Linked DNA regions of Oryzias latipes: region 2 is linked to region 1. A link is a contact called in public Hi-C data. All regions are on one chromosome and are shown on one strand. Each heading gives the region's core, a stretch centred on a gene start, on an enhancer-like site or on the middle of the called end of the contact. The rest is flanking DNA. Distances are from core to core; before and after follow the strand shown. Region 1 overlaps LOC101163034 (insulin receptor substrate 1-B-like). Region 2 has its middle 11 kb from the start of LOC101163278.

The links. Hi-C and Micro-C count contacts between places; a contact is called where the count stands out from the background.
Region 2: a Hi-C map of embryo shows a contact between it and region 1, with 4 times the contacts expected there. The contact joins two enhancer-like sites. A contact is called at or near these places in 5 of 5 Hi-C or Micro-C datasets (embryo, fibroblasts and gastrula embryo).

Annotation. Positions count from the first base shown.
Region 1 is chr18:14,839,797-14,843,788 of ASM223467v1, forward strand. All of the region lies in intron 1 of LOC101163034 (insulin receptor substrate 1-B-like), which reads left to right. Among protein-coding and RNA genes, the nearest start is that of LOC101163034, 6.1 kb to the left of the region's middle. Within about 2 kb of position 2,270, at least 1 of the 8 cell types and tissues checked has an H3K27ac peak or open chromatin away from gene starts, as enhancers often do. A contact at or near this core is called in embryo, where this site is marked.
Region 2 is chr18:14,897,742-14,901,733 of ASM223467v1, forward strand. No RefSeq gene overlaps it. Among protein-coding and RNA genes, the nearest start is that of LOC101163278, 11 kb to the right of the region's middle. Within about 2 kb of position 1,685, at least 1 of the 8 cell types and tissues checked has an H3K27ac peak or open chromatin away from gene starts, as enhancers often do. A contact at or near this core is called in embryo, where this site is marked.

The sequences.
Region 1 (3,992 bases), core at 1,020-3,519:
CTTCTAATTGGGCTTTAATTATTGTCTCGAGGGTCGACGTTTGGCGATGCGGTGCAGGCTAACGAGGTCAGAAAGTGGAAGTGTGTCATGTGCTGCAGCGGGGAGATGAAGAACCGACCGCACCTTCGGCGGGACGGTTGGGAGGCAGCAGCCTGTGGCGTCCGAGCCAGCCGACGAAGCGCTCTGGTTTGATCGACGCCAAAACAGAGCCTGTGGCAGTATAATCCATTAAGTGAGGAAGTGGCAATGTGCTGAGCAGCTAAGTGGCGAGGGGCTCTGGGTGCGTTGTAACCTTTACAGCGTTTGAATCGATCGCTGTCAGATCCCACCGGCCCATAAATGTTGAAGTTCTCCACATTGTTTCTTAGCAGCCACTGCTTACATTTGATCAGAAGAAATAAAAACAAGCGTTTGACTCCAAAGGGCAGAAAGTTTTGCGGTCTGTAAGAAAAAAGGGTCAGGGGGTCATGATTATTTTCTGATGAGTCATGATTATCCTGGCAGTGCAGATCTTCTGTATGCAAACATCTGTTTCCATCCAGACTAGGAAGGATCTGCCGGTGTAGACTTGCTGTGCATTTTGTAAAGACGGGTTTCGAAATGAACACAAACCAACACTATTCTACATCTATCCATCTTCTAAACCCGACTTATCCCATTTGTTGTCACAGGGTTGCTGGAGCCTATCCCAGCCACCGATGGGTGACGACAGGTACATCCTGAATCGGGGTCGGCTGTCTGTTGCAGGGCAGAATTCTGCAATCGTGATAGATTTTTTTTTGGTTTCTTCTGGTACTTTTTAAGGTGTGCGTTAAAGCTTTTAAAGAAGAAGTTTGTTTATTTTGGTTTGGAGTGTTTGTTTTTCCTATAAAGGGCCCCTATCATGCTATTCTTAAGCCTTTCTGAGTAAACTACATGCATATAGATGATGATGTATTTTGACACACCTAAAGAATGATTTTTTTGTTTTTGCACCAGAAGTAAGACCGCTCAATCTCTGAGGCTCCGCCTTTCTCTCCTTGTGGGTGCCGCCCATTTTATGACATCACCGTAGAGCCGGCCTCGGCGGTGTGTCTGCATGTGTCCGACGAGGACAAACAACATCGGAACTTTAATGTTTTCAATATTTTTGATGCATTTGCTAATAAAAATGTGGCGCTGCGCTTCTTTCAAAATAGATGGAAAATAAAAATCCTTTCAAACATAAAATATCTTCATGTTTTAAAAAATCTCAGTGAATGTTTATAATAATCCAGTTTCATACTATTGTTTTAATCGTGATTAGTTAATTAATTATTAATTGTCTTGAAAATTTAAAATATTTATTATATTTACCGTTCTTATTAGACATTCTTTTGGGATGTTTATAAGAAAGTTCTGCGATTTTAAGGATTTTTAATCTGCAAATTTGCCTGTTTATGGGTCTGTTGGTGAACATGTATAAAGACATAAATGAGATCTAACTGTTTTGCTAAAAACTATTGTCCACAAAACAGCCTTGATTGTTCTGCTTCTATTACAATAGCCATACTGTATTTCCGTTTTGCAAGCGCTCCCCAGCTCGGCTTTAAATCCTGAGCTGCTGCTAAATTAATGCTTAAATTGGCGTATAATCTGCCGAGCGATTAGTTGATTTACTGTTACCCCTGGCTGCTGTTTACAAGGCACCGTTGGCTCTTGACCTCTTTTTAGGCCCCGCCGGGCCGCTGGAACCCCCCCCCCATGTAGGTCATCGCTGCACTTTCTCATGAAAGTTTGCGCTTTGTTTGGAAGGCCAGGCCCTTGTACCGTCTGCAGAGGTGGCGCAGGAACAAAGCGCTCACTTTTGTCAGGATGTTGTTCCTGACAACAGTTTGATGCTGTTCCACTAAAGTGCAGATAAGAAGTCTGCCTAACACTCAGATTTAGTCACTAAACTCATTTTGGGGCAAAGCTGTGTTCTCCGTGGTTACTCTGCAGTTTGTTGTGGTCTTTCAGACTTCCAAACCTCAGTTGCGTCACCAATCATTTCAACTGCTTGTGCGTCTGATCTGGGGGGCATTACAGACCCCAGAGGTGGATGACGAGCCTTAAAGTGGCGGAGCTGACTAAGAGGAAAACGGGCGCACATGTCTGCCAGAGATGGGAGCCAGCTGTTATCCCTGCTGATTGGCTGACTTTTCGCTTGTGTTTTATTTGGTGGGGATCTGGCCGCAGAGTGGGTTACAGAGGGCACAGTAGCTGGGTTGGGGGTGGTGGTTGGCTCGTAGCTTTTTCGGCATGGTCTTTAGCGGCCTTGTGGCGCGGCGCTGCATGATAGGGCAGTGAGGTCAGAAACATGAAACGGAGCCCGGAGAGAGTCAGCCGGTTCATTGCCAGAGTCGTTTTTCCTGATTTACAGACTTAACTAAGAACCAGTCTGACTATAAAGCTGATTGATTTGCCTAAGAGATCCTTTCTTGTGGACTAACTAAACGTCGTTACATAAGTACAGCCTCAAGGTAGTCTGGAGACATTTTGAAATATGGCATGTAATGTTGCAACTGGAACCGTGCCACCGCAGAGACCCACTTCTTCTGGATTTGCGTGAGAACTGTAATTAGCCCGTCACTCAGGAGGATGTTAGTATCTCAGTAGGCATCTGACAGCCTCAGGGGGAAAATATGGCACCCCCCTGTTACCCCCCGCCACATTACACACACCCACCTTCCAAGGTGGCAGAAAGAGCCCGTCCTGCTCCGAGGCCGATGCCCTACTTCTCAGTGATCCAGATCTGCACCAATTCCCCGCTCTCCACATCTGCTCATGAAGATTTTCCATCTTCCCGGACAAACAAACAGTAACTTCTCATTTATAAAAAGCCAGGCGGGCAGGCATGGCGGCCTCTTTATATGCAGCCTGCGATCTCTGGGGTGGGGGGCAAAATCTGCATGAATAGACGCCAGTGTCGCCTGGGTGGGATGCTTTTCTGGAGCCACCCGAGGAGATCTATTCACGGCTCCAGGTGTGTAGAAGAAAAGGAGAAGCGAGTCCAAAAATCCACCCTTATGCAACCAGCATGTTTAGTTTGCACACACGTGCAGATTCAATCTTTCAGGTCATCGCTGCATGTTTTTTTTTTAAACTCTTTCTGTACTCACCCAGCATACTGCCCCAAAGGAGGACAACCAGGAGGAATCCAGAAACCTGTGCCTTATGTAACCAAGGTTGTTTCTGTGGTGTTGCTCTCCTCCATCACTTTGAGATTGTTTCTGGGATTTAAGCAGCGTGCAGGCGGCCTTCACATCAAGGGCTTCTGTGTGTGAAAGTGCTGCTGAGGTCTTTGGCTGCAAAACAGAAAAAAAGAGGCTGTGCAGATGCAAGAAAAGGACTCTGGAACAGGAAAAAGATGCTCATTAAGCCATTCCTGCGATTATCTTTTGATCACCCTGCCCCCCCCCTTCCCCTCATTGTTGCTGAGAGCTCTCTGTTTACACTCCCAGTAGTGACAACCCCTCCCTACCCTAACCTAACAGAACCAGTACAACAAAACCGGCGAGCAATATTAGAGTTATCCTGCCATACAATTTTGAGCCGGATGGCAAATTGGACGAGGAAAACAAAGACGTACATGGATTGGAGTAGGAAGCCCCCCCCCCCGGTGTGTTTTCTACGTCACAAATACGATCTTTTTCAAATGACATGCTGCTGATTCACAAGGATTTGAAACAAGAAATGTTTAGAAATGCAATTTTAATCTGAATTTTCTTCATATATCTCGTCCATTATCAGAAAAATGCTACAAGAACGTGTTAAAAACACTCCCAAAAATATATTTAATGAAAAAACGAATTGTTAATTTGGACTGTTTTACTTTTGGAAGCCAATTTCCCATCTCTACAATCTGTAGCAACCCGCCCTCATTCCTTCGGTCCCCACTGTAAAGTCCCCAAACCACATCTTCCTGTTGTAAATCTAAATCTAGGAAGCGAGCGGAGCTTCTTGCTTGAACAGAGGGGAACGTCAGACAGCCA
Region 2 (3,992 bases), core at 435-2,934, 57 kb after region 1:
TTGCAAACAGGTACAGGTTACTGATAGTTTGCCAAATATAAAATAAAGATCAAAGTTGTTGGTATAGCATTTTGTTTTAAACAAATTTATTATGCAGTTGTGTACACGTTCCCCTTTTTCTTGGCTGTAAAAAAATTCCCCATTTTACAGACGGTGAAGAGGAATGCAGCTGCTTTCTTGGAGGTTCCTTTAGTCGTGATGACCTTTGGCCCATCAACTGGTATCAATAGTAGCTCCGCCCAAACGGGTCCACTGCATTTTCCTATGGACCTACAACTAACCAAAAATGGTACGGTCTATTTTATAATGGAAACGCTCAAAATAGTGGGCCGGACTGGACTGTACCGCTCAGTGAAAACGAGGTTTTATTGGCCCTGTAACAGGCCGGCGACCTGTCCAGGAGTTCACCCCGCTTTCACTCAACACTAGCCAGGTTAGGCTCCAGCAGCCTCGTAACCCCGAAAGGGAAACATCGGGTTATGAAGATGGATAGATCGATGAAGGGTTATCTTATCTCATCGAATAAAATGAGAACTGACTCATCCAACAAACCCCCTAGTGGTTATTTAGTGAACTGACCTGGTTACATTTTTGAAAATGCTTTATCTTAACCCTGGTGCTATCCTAGGCACTTTAACATTGGGAGTTGGGTCATCTAGACCCACTAGACAGTGCGCTGAACCCTTTTTCTTCAATGATTTGTGATCTTCACTGGTGTCCATGGATTACATGAAATCTTTCCACCTTTATCCACCTTTGTCATGGTAGGGAGAACACGTCAATGTAAGGGTGTGGTCAACTAAGATAACACAAGAGTTATAGTTCAATTTGTTTCCGTTTAATTAAAATTTCTAATTCTATATCAGTTTATAATGTCTCTTCCTACAAATTCGCTTGATTACCTGTTTTTAATGCACAACATAAGTCTAGAACATTCCAAAGACCTAATTAGAAATGGACTGAATGCAGTTTGATTCATACATTTGGAAATGTTTCCCTCAAACCGATGAACAGTGGAGTGTTTTTTTAGCATGGAAGGCTGATGCGTTCAAGCATCCCTGAAGAGTGTAGGGAAACAGGCGTCATGAACATGAAAGAGGATCCTAGGAGAACCAGGACGGTTCATGAAGTCCAGTACAGATAAATCCTGGTAAATGTGTTCTGACGAGACCGTTTCTAGAAAAAAAAGCAGCATGTACACCTCTGTTGAGTGCTGCAAATACACCCAAAAGTCATTAAAGATGTGTGCTCGGCTGCTACGAAGGGGCGGAGAGTACACTTTTATGGTTTTACACCAGGCGATGGTGTACAGTCTGTACTGCAGACTGTTGGCAACACTTCAGGAAGTCTTCCTGTCTTTATGACTTCCTCCTTGGTGGAGGCCAGAGGAAGCTCTCTGGATGTCGGACATGGATGCAGCCTTTGTTCTTGCAGCTAATGTGGTCACATTATGTCAGCGCTACTCCTAAATTGCTTCCTCTCCATCATGTCGGTCGAACGAAGGGCCTTCGTCTTGCCGCAGTGAGTTACGGCGCTCCTGGTCAAATTGAGCAGATCTGATAGAGCCACAAACGCTGCAACCATTTTTACTTCCAGCTTCCTTTTTCCCCCTCGCCACCCCCTCTCTTTCACATAATGTACTTGGCCAAACAAAAAGCTTTTCTTTCTGCGTCCCTCCCTCCTCTTCCTCCTTCCCACCACCGTCTCGTCACACTCTCTCTGCAGCTTCGTGAGAGAGTTGGCCGTGATTATAGAAAGAAAAAAAAAACCTGCCACACAGAGCGTTTGATGGAAAATGAGAGGAAGATGGAGGGATGGGGAGGGTTCGGGCCTTTATTTTGCTTGAGAGTTCCATACAAACCGCAGACACATGGTACAGAATTCCTCCTCGCAGTGGGAGAGGTGGTGGTTTTGAAAAACAGAGATCACTGCTCACCCACGGGCAGAACACGGACTGTGTGAATCTGACCAAACGCTCAGCAACACGGAGAGGAGCTTTGATGGAGTCGGCAGGCCGACCGCGCCTCGACATGCCTGCACACGGGAATCACCTCAACGCCTCGCAGATCAGTGGGAAAGTGGAAGGCCCTACTTTCCACGGGTATTTTCTTTTTTTTGAGGGGGGGTCTTAATCCGGTGAACAATTTGAATGGTAGACAACCCCCCCCCCCCATCCCCCCCATCTTGGTAGCCTTGGGGCCCCTTCTGGTTTGTGGAATGAGGAATTTAGGTGGTAGAGAGGTGAGGGGGTCAGTGAGTGACCCCGCCGGGACCTAAGAAATCCAACTTCCTGGAAAAAAAGACATCATTTGTAGCAAACAATGGAAGAAAAAAACTGGGATTTTTATATCGTTTGATCCTGCCATCCTGACTTGAAGGAGGTCAACAAGACCTCACACTTTTGGAATAGCAATGTGTGCATGCAGATCCAAAAATACAGGAGCTGCGCCATCTAGTGGAGCATCTTTGCACTTGATTTTGGGGCAACAAAATGACCTGCTTATGCTTTCATGAGGCTACCCAGCAGGGGCGGAGCTACAGGGGACCAGGGGGGGGGGGGGGGGGGGGCATTTGAATCATTATTGACAAAGATGAAGTCATCAATACGAGCTTCTTTAAGCATTAGGAACTAGTACCTCTGTTATAATAATAATACAAACAGTATTTTCTGTCCTTTCTGTGTGATTAGGGTCATGGAGAAAGAAAAAAAACAGACTTTTTCTCAGAATTTTTTGTCTTAAATCTCAGAAAAAAGCTGTCGTTGTACAGTTAATTTATCTAAATTGATGTGAACGGTGACTGTGTGTGTTGTTTGTCTTTGTCCCAGAGCTGCATCCTCCTCCAAAGCGATGACATCACTGTCAATCTGCACAAAATTTAAAATATACTAGTTTTATATGATGTCACAGTAAAACTATAAGAAAATAACTGTATCTTCTTTGTCCTAAAGTTGAGTCTTGGTATCTGGACTTCTGTCTTTCTTTAAGATAGATTCGAAATTCAGATGCCGAGACTCATTTTCAAGATAACCCTTGGATAAATGAGAACTTTCGGCAACATGGAGATTCCATGTGCAAACCTTTAACATCATGAACATTTGATCCCTATCTCTCAAACCTACACCTGTCAAAACATAAAAGCATATTCTCTGTAAACATTGTAGCAGCGCTGATGAAGGTGTTCAAGATAATCAACACATTGTCCGAGGAAGAGATGGCGGTTGCCTTGGATACGCAACACTACTCCGACGTGTCATGTGACTTCCGCAATTTGAGTTTCACGCAAATGTAAAGGAAGCACATCTGTGTGGTCTGGTGTTAAATGTTCATTCTTTAACGGGGCGCCGTCCTATGCTGTATGTTTGCCAATAAGATGGCAACAGGAATTAATGTATGACGTGACAAGAAGCCTGAGAGCTAAATATTGTAATAAAGTCTAAATTAAGATCGGCGGCAGTTATTCACAGTCACCCATAGTTAGAAAAGACGTCCAGTAATATTTTCAGAAGACGTCTTTAAATCTCCAGAAATGAGATGATCAATGTAATCAGGCTGCATACAAACAAAACTGGGCACACAACACTTACATTTTTAAAAGACGTTTTCCGTCTGGAAACAGTTATGAAATGCTAAAATAGTCTGTAGCCCTTTTATTGACAAACTCCAAGTAGATAAATCTTTTTACTCACCTTCTGTTTTTCTGTTAACACAGTGGCCTCTTCTGGCAAACTTCAAGCACGCAACAGGAAACTTAAAGAGAACATTTTCGGTGGTTCCATTCAGCCTGTGTGACTCCACAGTGCTGCTAAAGCTAACTGAAGGAAGCAGCTCACAGGCCTCCGTAGTTTATATTTCTGAGATTTAAATCAGAATTCTGAGATTAAATCCAGAATTCTGAGATCAGTCAGAATTCTGACAATAAAGTCAAAATTCTGGGATTAAAGTCCGAATTCTTAGATTAAAGTCTGAATTTAGATGGAAAAAAATGAGAAT